Regions from separate parts of the Zea mays genome. Here region 2 is linked to region 1. The links are chromatin contacts, called in public Hi-C maps. All regions are on one chromosome and are shown on one strand. Each heading gives the region's core, a stretch centred on a gene start, on an enhancer-like site or on the middle of the called end of the contact. The rest is flanking DNA. Distances are from core to core; before and after follow the strand shown.

Region 1 (6,519 bases), core at 2,894-5,393:
TAAACTCTTGATGACTGAAAGTCTGAAACTAGGGAGTGCGTCAATGTCTGAACTGGAAAACTGAACCTGGAACTCTTGATGATTGAAAGTCTAAAACTAGGGAGGGTGGCGCTGAACTGTTGGAGGATGGAGAGGGAGGAGGGGGCAGAGGAGAGGAGAGGAGAGGAGGGAGGCTGTCGGCACTGGACGCCTGGTAGCCCTGTGTATTTTTTGGCCTGTGAAAGACCCAATACACGTAGAACGTCCTGAACGTGCTTAGAACGTCCGAAAACGAGAAAACGACGTTTAAGCGACGTTTAAACGTGATAAACGGACGTTCTACGCGTTTTTGCTAAAACGACCGGACGTTCTAAACTCTAAGCACGTTTTGTCGTTTAAACGACGCTTAAACGACGTTTAAGCGACGTTTTAATAACAATGTCAAGCATGCTGAGGAAAGAGGATTGCTGCAGGACCTGGCTATCAGAAATGTGAAATCTAGGCTCTCGATTTACGCAGATGATGTGGTTCTTTTTGTCAAGCCTGCAGTTGATGATCTTACTTGTGTCAAAATGATCCTGGATTGCTTTGGAGAGGCCTCGGGCTTAGTTGTGAATTTGCGAAAAAGTTGTGCTATCCCTCTCAGTTGTGATGATCAGACGGTTCAGGACAGCTGTAACATTTTGCAGTGCAACTCGGCTTTTTTTCCATGCAACTATTTGGGGCTGCCTATTTCTGATAAGAAGTTAGGGAAAAGGGACCTTTTGCAGTGGGTTGACAAGATAGCTAACCGGCTGCCCGGTTGGAAGGCTCCACTGCTAAACCTTGCTGGCAGGGCAGCCTTGGTCAGGTTCGTGCTCTCTGCAATCCCCGTATATCTTTTCATCGCCATGAACGTTCCCAAGTGGGTTATCAGTGCTATTGACAAAATTCGGCGAGGTTTCTTGTGGAAGGGTAGAAAAGATGTGAAAGGTGGGCATTGCCTGGTGGCGTGGGATAAAGTCACCAGACCGCTGAACCTTGGTGGACTTGGTATCCCAAATCTGATATATAAGAGTTGGGCGTTGCAAGCTAAATGGCTTTGGCTCTCCAAGACTGACCCGAATAGGCCTTGGAGTGGATTGGATCTCCCTGTTCAGTCACAAGTAAGGAAACTAGTGGCCAGTTCGATGTACACTAATGTGGGAAATGGCAATAACACCCTTTTTTGGAGGGACAGATGGATAAATGGGTGCTCTATCGCTGAGCTGGCACCTGAAGTGATCTCAAAGGTGGATAAAAAGGTTGCCTCTACCAGGACAGTGCATCAAGCCTTAGAGGGCATGTCGTGGGTCAGGGACATCAAGCCAACCCTCTCCCTTGTAGGGATACAGCAATATCTTACGCTTTGGGACACCCTGGGTGAGATCGTGCTCACTTCTCAGGAGGATCACCATGTGTGGAGATTCGAGTCTTCGGGCCTTTTCTCTTCTAGGTCCTGCTACAAGGTTCTGTTTTTGGGCTCCATCACCTTCGAACCTTGGAAAAGACTTTGGAAATCGTGGGCTCCTCCTAAGTGCAAGACCTTTTTATGGTTAGCCATGCAGAATAAGTGTTGGACAGCTGACAGGCTGCAAAAAAGAGGTCTTCCCCATCCGGAAGCATGCCCTTTCTGTGAACAAGAGCAAGAAACAGTTCAGCATCTGTTGACTGGTTGTGTCTTCGCCAGGCAGTTTTGGCATAGCATCCTCTCCCCCTTTGGTATGGGCCACTTAACTCCAGGACCAGAAGATACTAATTTTGCTGATTGGTGGGGACTAGTGACCATTCAGGTGCACAGAAGCAAGAGAAAGGGAGTCAACAGTGCCATTATTTTGGGAGCATGGTGCCTTTGGTTGCATAGAAACAGAGTTATTTTCGATGGAGATTTACCAACCATTGGCAAGGTGCATAGAAGCTTCATCGACGAGCTATCCTTATGGGTGCTGGCTGGTGCCAAACACCTCGGAAGCCTTGGACTTGCTGCTGCTCTAGGCGCAGCAGGCCCGACCTAATTTTTCCTTGGTCGTCTTTTTGTATCCTAGTCCTATGGATAGTTTTATTTATACTTGTTGCTGGCCACCATAGTGTGGTTTTTTGTACTGGTCCTCTTGGACCTTAATTTCCCCTTCTTATTAATACAATGATGCGCAGCTCTCCTGCGTTTTTCGAGAAAAAAATACTTGCATGTATTAAATATTCGATGTTGGTTAAATAACAATCATGCAACTAATACCAACTTTCTGACTCAAATTCTAAAACGACGTTGGATGAAATAGAAAATTAAGGTTATGTTCTAAATGTGGCACAAAAAATATTAAAGTTTGGTCAAACATTAAATTACCACATTATTTCTAAATTTCTATGCAATTTAATGAAAATTAATTCACTTTGGCTTCATAATTAACACAAAAATGCATAAAATATTCCAAAATTGCGTAGCAAAAACTAAATAGTCCATAAATATCTCCAGAAAAAAAATTTGTCTCATAAAATATTTTTCTACAATTCTTAACCATTTTTTAGAGAACTAAGAATTCATTTCTATGGCACTAGTGAATTCCGGTGTACCCACGGCACAGATCCCTAACACTCCTCCACGAAGTCCTAATGTGCAGAGTGGTGGTGACCAGGAGCTAGGACGATAAGATGCAGGAGCACCTTCTACCCAGGACGTTAACCAATTGGCTAATCTTGCCCTTAATCAAGGGCAAGAAGGTATGACTACCTCTCTGTTTATGTATTCATCCCGTCGGAGAACAGATCAACACATTCTTTATTTCATAAGTTCTTTAGTCTATTAATTCTATCACCAGATACTTCAAAATTTAGACAACGAAACCCATCCCTTGTGATGACCACACAGGACTCAGCCCGGAAGACAACCAAAACAACAGAAGGCATACAATCATAGAACATATTTATAAGATAATGACAATCAGATCTAGGAAGCAGGACCAACAGCATGTCCGCCAGCTTAGCTCACAAACCATGAAAGAAAGAATTCCAAGCAAACAGATTCTGATACAATGGTTAACATTTTTTTCACTTCAGTTGCATGCCAATGTCTGGTTTTTCATTTCACAAATATCTCAAGGCCGAGCTGAGTTGAATGTGATAGAACAGGAAAGTACATCTGAACCTGAATGGGGCAAATTTATGTAATAGGAATAACAACTCAGAATAATAAGAAAGTGACATGAAGTTTGATATTGAATTGATTGAAGCATGAACGAGTGCTAACTTAGGAATTATACAGAATTATTCAATTGAACTAAAGGTCACTAACTATCCTGATATTGAGTTGATCATTTTTAAGCAATAGCTTACTCACAAGACCAAGACACAGAATTCACCCCTTAACCTATCACTCATACGCATCCTGAGAAACACTCCTCTGGTTAAACAAGACATTTTACCGCCCTCCTCCTTGTCCAAGAAAGAGAGAAATGTGACTTACTTGGCATATGCTGGTCGAGGTCCAGGCCCAGGACGACGAACGCATCAACGGCGCGCTCACGACCTGAGATCGACACGACAAGATCAAGCACCTCGCTGGTACCGCCCACATCCTCCACGAGCCCAAACACTCCCACGAGATGCAAGAAGGCGAACGTCTCCTGCTTAAACATCGTCTCCGTCCCGATCCGCTTGCCTCGCTTCCAGTCCGTCGCAACAGCTCTGGCCTCCTCGCGCGCCTCAGGCGACGGCTTGACACCAATCGCGCGCAGCCGGTCGAGCAAGGCGATGAGCAGGCGGCAGGACGCCTTGACGCTACCGTCGCTCTTGGCCACCTCCGGCAGCGTGCGGCAGAAACTCGCTGCCGCGGAGAGGACCAGAAGCCCCGGGTCGGGCGCAACTTGGAGGGCTGCGTCGAGGGCGCGCGTGGGATCCTTGAGCTCGTCCCTGTGCTCGGTGAGGTACGCGCGGAGGCCGGCTCCGTCCATCGCCGAGCAGATCAGCTCGAGCTCCGAGAAGCCGGCTAGGCGGGCGGCGAGGGCGGAGTCGAGGGTGGAGGCGTGGGTCTCGACGGCACGCCATGCGGCGGTAAAGGCGGAGAGGGCCGTGGAGTAGGCCTGGAGGGAGGCGATGACGCCCGGGATGGACGGCGCGGAGTCGGCCATGGCTGGTGGCCGAAACCCTACCTGTGCTCGGTGAGGTCCCTGGTGCGTGGTCTGTGTTCTTTCCTCCTAAAAAAAAGTCGAAGAGTCGGGCCAGGGAAGGCCCGAAAATGTTCCCGCCCGTTCATGTCGGCCCATTTTCTTTTATCCAATAATTGTGGAGGCCTATTTCGGCTGGCCACTCCGGCCCAGTTCCCATCTCATTTGCGTTTTCCTAAAAACGTACTCCGTCCATAACAAAATAATCGCACGATTCAAATTTTGTCCTGAAATAAATGAATGCATGGCACGAGATTTCATATACAGCACCAGACAGAAGCAGGCAAGCAGCAGAGGTGGTGCCAGCAAGCGGCCGAGGTCGGCACCGGTTGCGGTGTCGCGTGTTGTGTCGCGTGTTGGACGAGCTCGACCGAGGCGGGCAGTCGGGCACGGCTTGCACATGGCTGCCAATGTATGTGCGTCAAACTCAGGCCTGTACGTAAGTGGAGTTTCTGCTAATATTACTGTATTTTAGATTAGAACCCATTCAAGAGATCATTAGAAAACAGACTTTTAAATACTATGGTTTTACTGAAACTGTAGTATTTTTTGAGTATTCGATACAGAGGTGTCGACCCAAATTTTTTGTTCGGCGCACGCTCGATTAGCTGACCCGCACCTTTTTCCCATCGTTACCCGACGCGAGCTATTTTCGCGTCGCTCCCAGCTCTCTCTCCCGCCACCCCTATCTATCTCTCATCGTCCATCGTCACCGCCCTCATCTCTCTCTCCTATCGCCGCCCAACCAACGTCCAAGTCCTCTAATGCCCACACCCTCCGACGCCCAACTCACGGCCAGGTCCCGCCGCCGCCCAGGTCCCCACGCATCTGCCCCCAACTCGTCTGGAGACCCCTCCCCAAGTCCTAGGAATCAAGACTGCGCACGTTCCAAGAACCATGTGAGGAGGTGGGAAGGAAGACAAAGTGTCACACCCAGTTTTAGGGGCAAAATCGAATGCATAGCATATGTATGTTAGGATCCATTTTCCACACATATGTTGACGTCACAAATGTAATGTTGGTCACTTGTTCTCAAATACTGTAAATCAAAAACAAGGCAACACAATTGTTAATGGTTAAAGACCTTCGTCCTTCGAAGCATTATTTCCTCTCGGATATAATGATCTTCAGACGAAGGTCATGAAGGACATACCTTCATCATTTCATCATATAAATGTGAATGTAAATAAGAAAGTAAAGGAACACAAAGGAATAAAGGTAATAATAATCATGTATCAATAATCTATTTATTTTTGTATTCCATAAACATGAATGAATATTAACAATATTTGTATTACATTAATAACTTCGGCTTGCCAAAAGGTGAGGGCACGAGAATAACGGGACAGTGATTACAATCCAGCGTGAACAGTACAGGGGCACTGTTCATCTATTTATAGGCATGGGACGCAGCCTGGGTAAAATTACATTCGTGCCCTCGAACACTTGTTTACAAGTAATTAAAACTAGGCCTATCTAGTCATTTTTCCTTCTTTGCTTGGTCTGGGCTGAAGCCATTAACCTTCGGCATCCCGCACTGTCGTCTCTACACAGAGTCTTCGTCTTGAGGAGCTAAACCGAGGCTGAAGGAGGCTTCGGCAATCCTTTGTATCATTTTGCCGAAGGTGTTTTTTCCTTGAGGACCTTCGGCGGAGAAGAAGACCCCCAACATGTAATATATCAAAAGACAATGTAACAAAGGCGTAAAAAGAGTATAACAACTTTATCACATCATCCAGACTTAAGAATCTTAAACAGTATCTGTCGATGTTTCGACCCCGGGGGTCCCTGGACCGACGAGTAAATTTGTCGCTGCGCGTCCTAGCCCAGATGGGTTGGCGCGAGATGGAACACAAGGGGGAAAACGCGGCTCGTGTTATCTCGCACCAGGGGGTGTGCTTGCAGTAGGGGTTACAAGCGTTCGCGCGCGAGAGAGAGTGAGCCTGTTCGTTAGCCCGTTCTCCCGCGCGACCCTCTTGCATGAAGGCCCTGGACCACCCTTTTATAGATGTAAGGAGAGGGTCCTGGTGTACAATGGGGGGTGTAGCTAGGCGCTAATGTGTCTGGTAGGGAAGTGCCTGAGACCTGTGTACATGCCAACGTGGCTGTCGGAGAAGTGCTTGAGCCCTGCGTAGGCGATAACGTGGCCGTCGGAGAAGTGCTTGAGCCCTGTAGAAGCACAGCTGTCGGTGTTGTTGGGATCTTGCTGACGTCCCCTTGCTTCCGTAAAGGGATGAGAACCACTGTCGTCATGGACGCATGCGGGGAGCCATCATTACTTGTTACCGGGGTGAGCCAGATAGGACGCCGGTCTTGTTCCCCCGTAGCCTGAGCTAGCTAGGGGTAGGGTAATGATGTATCT
Region 2 (6,656 bases), core at 1,320-3,819, 180 kb before region 1:
ACCCCGCCTTCAACCCGTACACCTCCGCTTTCCAGAGCACGCTGTTGGCAAACCCACCATCGGACTACGGGTCCCGCTGGGTCTCCCCGGCGGCGCCTCGCGGGTACCCAGCCCCGACGCTGGGGGAGGTTCGCTTCCGCCTGCTTCGCGGACCGATGGAGCCTGAACTTCTATCGTCCTTGATCACCTCGACCCACGTGGCCCGGCTGCTCATGGACGGCGACGAGCAAGTGCGCCGGAGCGTGCTCGCCACGTTCAAGTGCGACGTGCGCTGCTTCATGAAGAGGCAGATCGTCCTCCTCGCCATGGTTCGCGCCTGCATGTGGCGGCCCGACGAGATCCAAGACATCGTCCGTACCGTGTACTGCACCAACGGCTTTCTTTCGGGCGTCGTGAAAAACAACCACGGGTAACTCGTCTGTTAGGTTCTTACTACTACAACTACTAGTAGATCTAAATTTTAGATCTGGATCTTAATTTGTGATTTTGCAGGTTAACAGCTCTGAAGGAGCTGATAACGGCAGTGGTTGTTCATGGCCGGCTGCTGAGGCCGCTCATCCAATGTCTCCTTCGTGAACCCCTATTCTATCAAAGCCCGGAGCTTGTTGAGCACTGCTTCGTCACGATGCCTTACGATCATAGCAAGGTATGCGACACGGCTCCCCACACCCATCCATAATCATGCATGGACTATACACATTATTATTGGTCGAGTTCATCGATTTCTGAATGAATAAGTTGATTTCTGTCAGTTTCTGATCCTGTTCGCCATCGTGCACAATGTCGAGCTGCTCTCCACGTCCCTTGGGTCGAGAAGCATGGCACAATGCTTCATGTACGCGAGAGACAGAGAGCTTGAGAATATCGAGACGTACATCCTGGACTGCACCACCGCACTCGCCACGAGCAAATATGGGTACGTAGTTACTCTTATATACTAGCGCCGGTGATCTATTAATAACCTTCGATTCGTCCTTTCATTGCCACGATCGTCGTGCGTGAATGGAACTGAGAGAGAGAAAAAAAACACATGTTTCTTGCAGGAACTATTTCTTACAGCGGGCCATCGAGTACGGCGGCGAGCGCCTCCAGGTGGACATCGCCAAGCGCATCGCGGCGGACGTGGTGAGCCTGTCGTTGGACCAGTTCGGAAGCTACGTGGTGGAGTCGTGCTTCCTCCAGATTATGCGCTCGACGATGGCGCCGCTGCAGCTCGTGCTCGACGCTTTCCTCGCCCTGGGCGACGACGACCTCGCCGAGCTCGTGCAGGGCAGCTTCTCCAACTACGTCGTCAGCAAGCTGCTCCGCGTCGCCAAGGACGTAAGCCATATCGTCGTTGCTGTCACACGTTAATTACGTAGTTTGGTTTGATTGGTACATGCACTTAGCGTTGGATCGTTAATTTTGATCGACACACATGTAATACGTGCAGCCCAAACCGGCGCATGCGAGGGAGCTGGCGCGGCGTATCGAGAGGCTTCCGACTGCGGTCCACCGCGAGATGCACGCGCGCCGGGTGATGGTGGAAGTCCGGAAGACGCTTCAAAGGCCGCAGGCAATCAGGCTTTACTAGCTGAGAGATGACGTTGTGTTGTTGTCTTCGATGGAATGCCAGCGTATGGTGTCATGATAGCCCAGACAACAACATGAATTAACTGTCAAAGGTAAGGAAAAGGGATGCCCTATCCCACAAAACTGCGTTTTGTGTGTCACTGTGTGTGTTTGTGTGTCCAGTGTTTGTACGTGTGTCAACCTGTGTGTACGTTCTATTACATATCTTAGTATGTAATGAGTCCTAGTATTAATTATCAGAGATGGTGTTATGAAATCGTGTGTGATGATAATATTGTGTGTGTGACATTGGAATATTGTGGTTAATTGTTATATTGTGGTTAATTGTTATTGGTTTAGGCCCCGTTTGATTTGGGGTGACTAAAGTTTAGTAACTAAAATTTAGTCACTTTTAGTCCATGAAGAAGCAAATATGGTGACTAAAGTGGGATGACTAAACTTTAGTTCTTTAGTCACCAAAGGGGTGACTAAAAGGGATTAAAATATGATTTTTACTTTATTTGCCCTCTCCACTTTCTTCTTGCAACAAACATCCACTAATTAATATGGGTAATACAGTCATTATTCACATCAATTAATGCTTTTTAGTTCGGTTTAGTCACTGGAACCAAACGGGTTACTTTAGAGACTAAACTTTAGTCTCGTGACTAAAGGAACCAAATTAATCTTGAGTCAATTGTGGACATGTGCTCGTACGCTGTTGCATGCATGTGTTGTTGATGTACAATGCAAGTGTTTGTGTTGATCAAGTTGAAACATAGTCGGCAGCTGTGACGAAATTAGTTTTCATTACAAAGTTTAGGGAGGAACTGAGGTACAAAACTAGGTTTCGAGACTAAGTTCAATTAGGAACTGAGGTCCTTAGTCGAGGATGTTGTGCGGGGCGTTTCGATGGAAACGTCGTTGCATAACGCAATCGCATGCATTGGAGTGGACTTGGCCCATGCGATAGTTACCCTAGTCGGTACTTCGATGTGGGAGACCCAACGAGCGTGACATGAGTGTACCAAGAGAGAAGCAGGCTAGATGAACCACATGTGACGGTTGGATAGTACAATTGGGCTGGAATATGACTCTGATAGTGAAAGAAAGTCCGGATCAAATAAGGGTTGCACTAGTCCAAGGAGGATTCAGCTCCGTGCTAGATTAGGACGACCGATCCTTATAATAGAGAGCAGATTTGTTCTTTTTTAGATGAGGATTATAGAGGTTTTAGGCCATAATATTAGATCTATTAAAGAGATTAATCTAGATTTTTAGAGTTTTCAAGAGCATTTTTAGTTTTGATTCTAGATTGAATCTTTGTTTTCAATTGATACTGGTGTTTTGATTCATCTAGATCATTACTAAGTCATCTATTACTGTTCTACAAAGTTTGGGATATTAATATTTTTCTAGTTATTGCTTAATTCCAAAATTAGGTCCGAATTAATTTCCGTTACTCTCTAGAACAACGATCTTGTTTCATTAATAACTTTAGATTCAGAAGCTCAATCAACGTGATTCTAGCTGGGTTATACTTATAATTTTATCTACTTTAATTTGTTAAATTTTGAGATCGATCAGAGTTACAAATTTGGGTCAGCAACATTTTTATAACAGCAACCTATCCATAATTATAAAAGTGGATTAAATTAGTCTTATGATTCAGAGAAGGTGAGATATTTATTTTTAAGCTTCCGTAATCATTCACCCATTCTGATTGTCTATTCTAGCGTCATACGATCCTATAGGTATAGATCAAGAATCATAGTTTGTTTCCAAGATGATGCTACTATAATAGAATTGGAGTCTTTTACTACTAGGCTTATATAAATTAGTCTTATGGTTCAAATTTCTGTTTTGCACCTTTTCCATTTATAGTTTTCCCCTAGGCACAATACGAACTGTGGGAAACATTCTCTAGATTCATGTGTCTAGCCTGTTGCTAGTATCATAGTGGATTCCAAAACCCACAGGAAAGTATGATAAAACAAAATTCCACAAGTGGATCCCAAACCCACGTGCATCATATATAATGTGGCTTTCCAACTATGGAGATACTCTCCTGGAGAACGAAACATCCCTTATCCTCTTCACCATACCATTATCTACCCAATTTGCTGCCTGTGATAGTACCTATAACCAACAGGATGTACATATAACCAACAGGAAATCAAAATGAAACGCACCATCAATGTGCTATTTTTATTGTGAACCCGGAGAAATTCCTTACCACCACCAAGAGGAGGAGATCCATGACTATCAATGGTTGAAAGCTGATGTTCTTTCACATTTGGAACTGAGAACGCTGGGCGTTAACCAGGGAGCGACATTGAGACTTCCAGTTTTGCCCCTTCCTTTCTCGTGGCTCTCTTCTTCTTTTCCCAGGGCATTGAGACTTCCACTGATACATGGCACAAACAGGAAACACATAAGTCTGAACGAGATGTAATAAGTCTGATAGATGTAGTCTGAACGTAGTAGGAAACACAATAACTCAGCTACTAACAAGTAGGCTGAACGTAGTCTGATACAATAAGTCTGATACATGGCACATGTCTGCAGTCACATGCTGACAACACATGGATGATACAACTAACAGATACTACATCTCGTCCATGCTTAGTGGAACCGACTTCCTCTTTCTTGGAGTGATTTTTTTTATCAATACCCTTGGAAGTGGCTGCGAAGACGATGGCTGTTCATGTGGTGTACCAGGGTCTTGTATAACTTTGTCGAAATGCGGTGTTCTAGGTTCTTGTGTAAATCTGTCGTCGCGAGGAAACCATTTTTGAGTAATGTCGCTGCTTCCTTGGCCTATAAGAATACAGACCAGCTGTAAGTTTTTGAAAAAAACAGAACAGGAAACAGGAACAAAGATCAACACATAAAACCATTTTTGAGTAGAGTTATGTCGCTGCTTCCTTGGCCTATAAGAATACACACCAGCTGTAAGTTTTTGAAAAAAAAAACAGAACAGGAAACAGGAACAAAGATCAACACATAAAACACACGCCTCTTCTTCGTGCCATTTAAAGGACATTTAGGGCTGTTCTTCTTGTGGCCTAGCTCCCCACAATATAAACATTTAGGGTGTGTTTGGTTGGATGTATAAGGAGGGATGGAAGGGGATGGCTACAGTTTCTATAGTGTTTGGATGAGAATCACGTGGGGTGAAATAAATACCGGAGTAATTTTTTGGTGACGGCGTGATCCCAAAAAATTGAGGGGACGGTGTCGCCCCCGCCTCATCCTACTTTGACTTCAAACCAAAGACATCCTTATTGTCCCCGAATTACCTTCCATTGCTTTACAGTTTCGTTTGCACATGCTTTCTTGCCCCTACCGCCTTCTAGGCAACCTTTGATTCTATTTTTCCTTTGTCTGCCCACACCTCTCCTACCCAGTGGTGCCCCCACCTCATTTGCCATCTCCACTTTTGGCCAAAAAGACTTATCTCCTAGTTGCTCTATTCTTCCCTCGTAAGCTTTCTTAAACTTTTCTCCAACACAGCTTCCTTCCAAGAGAACAAAGTTGGAAACTATCCTCCTAACTACCAAACAACTCATACAAAGCCTTCTCTCTCCCTCTCCAAAGAGTTAGATATGCAATCTGAACATTATAAGTGTCATGTAGTGCATTTTGCAACTCCTTGGCTCCCATGCCAGGTTTCTTCTTCAAGAGAGGTATTGCTTGGGCAGCAACCCAACCACTAGTAGGTGTCTTTGTCCTTCACCTACCACTAGATGTACAAGTGTGGATATCTGTCATGGCAGTAACCTACAATAGTGGATGTGAAAAGGTTAGTTTAAAGTAAAGCAAAAACAATAAATTGAACTCAAGTCAAGATAATTAGTCATACAATGATGATAGGCGATTCTTCTACTTCTTTTCTGGCATGAATACTCCATGGACAATCATCCCCTTTACAATAACCTCTATACCTTCGAGTACTAGTAGCTTCAATGCCTAGCTCAAATTCCTTGTTAATTGCATATTGGATCATTGCGAGCCTAAACTCCTTCATGCTACTATATATATATGTTACCAAGCCTCATAACTGGATTTTTCATATCAAACATTACAATGTCATCGTCAATGTCCTTGCATTCTATAGCTGCCCCTGCATCACCATAATCGTTTTGCCAACCATCACAATTGGTTCCACCCATCACCTCATTTGTCAGGCCCAGTGTATCATACACCACTTCCACGTTAACAACTTCTTGTAGTCTTCCTCCTCCCATCTAGGGTCTAGCTGAATTGAATCCCAATCAATTTCTAAACCTACTCCGAATGAGTTAGCCTGCAACAGATTTAAAGGACTAAGAGTTAACTAAATTGAGCATTACCCTAAACCCTAAACAGAGCATCAAACAGTAAGGATACAAAAACACTACATGACCATAGGCTGTAGAAATTGAACTGACTGGTGGAGGAGTTGGCGTTGAAACGGATGCACAGGTCGGGGGCGCCTCTAGCAACAAGACCGCCGGCGAAGGAGAACATCTAGCGAAGGAAGGACGAGGAGGCGACTTCGGATCTGTGGCCGATGCAGTGATTTGTGCCTCCATGGATCCGAACCTGGGCGACTCCGGGACTGTTGCCGGCGACAAAGATCTCGTGGCTCCAAACTCAGTTGTTGTTGCCGAATATGACGGCGCAGCCGCCGCCATCACGGCCGATGTTGGAGCGCTCGTGAGTGATGGATAGAGGAAGGGCAAAAGTGGAAGTCGACTCCCTGGTTAACGCCCAGCATGCGGAGCATACCTCTATCTCAGTTAGGCTATCCGCAACCGTTACCTCTAAATTTTTCCCTCTATATCACTTTTTCCCCCTATTTTCCTCCTATTTTTTCCATCTCCCACAGCGGTTTCCCCTAAATACTTCCCCTATACCCCACTACAACTATAAAATATCATTTTCTATATCAACTATCAACTTTTTATCTACTAACAATTACTCGTGGCCCCACAACACAGTGTTGTAGGGGATAAACAGTGATCCCCTAGATTGAGGGGGAGAGAGAGGAGGACGTCGCGGTAGAGGGCTCTGCAGGGGGCAGCGCTGCGCGCGTGGAGGGCCCCCTGCAGACGCCATGC

Evidence for each region. A called contact is a pair of places that touch in the nucleus more often than the background predicts.
Region 2: a contact with region 1 is called in a Hi-C map of leaf, with 2.0 times the contacts expected there. The contact joins the enhancer-like site here to the promoter of LOC100279474 in region 1. A contact is called at or near these places in 7 of 25 Hi-C or Micro-C datasets (bundle sheath, ear, endosperm and 2 more).

What each region holds. Positions count from the first base shown.
Region 1 is chr1:25,085,490-25,092,008 of Zm-B73-REFERENCE-NAM-5.0, reverse strand. LOC100279474 (ABI3-interacting protein 2) reads right to left here and starts at 4,143. Exons shown (of 3, transcript NM_001152478.1): 1 at 3,458-4,143. The coding sequence starts at 4,121.
Region 2 is chr1:25,259,609-25,266,264 of Zm-B73-REFERENCE-NAM-5.0, reverse strand. It overlaps LOC103632575 (a long non-coding RNA gene), which reads right to left and starts at 6,343. Exons shown (of 4, transcript XR_556039.3): 1 at 5,985-6,343; 2 at 5,417-5,860; 3 at 3,788-5,334; 4 at 3,411-3,690. Within about 2 kb of position 2,569, at least 8 of the 20 cell types and tissues checked have an H3K27ac peak or open chromatin away from gene starts, as enhancers often do. A contact at or near this core is called in ear and leaf, where this site is marked.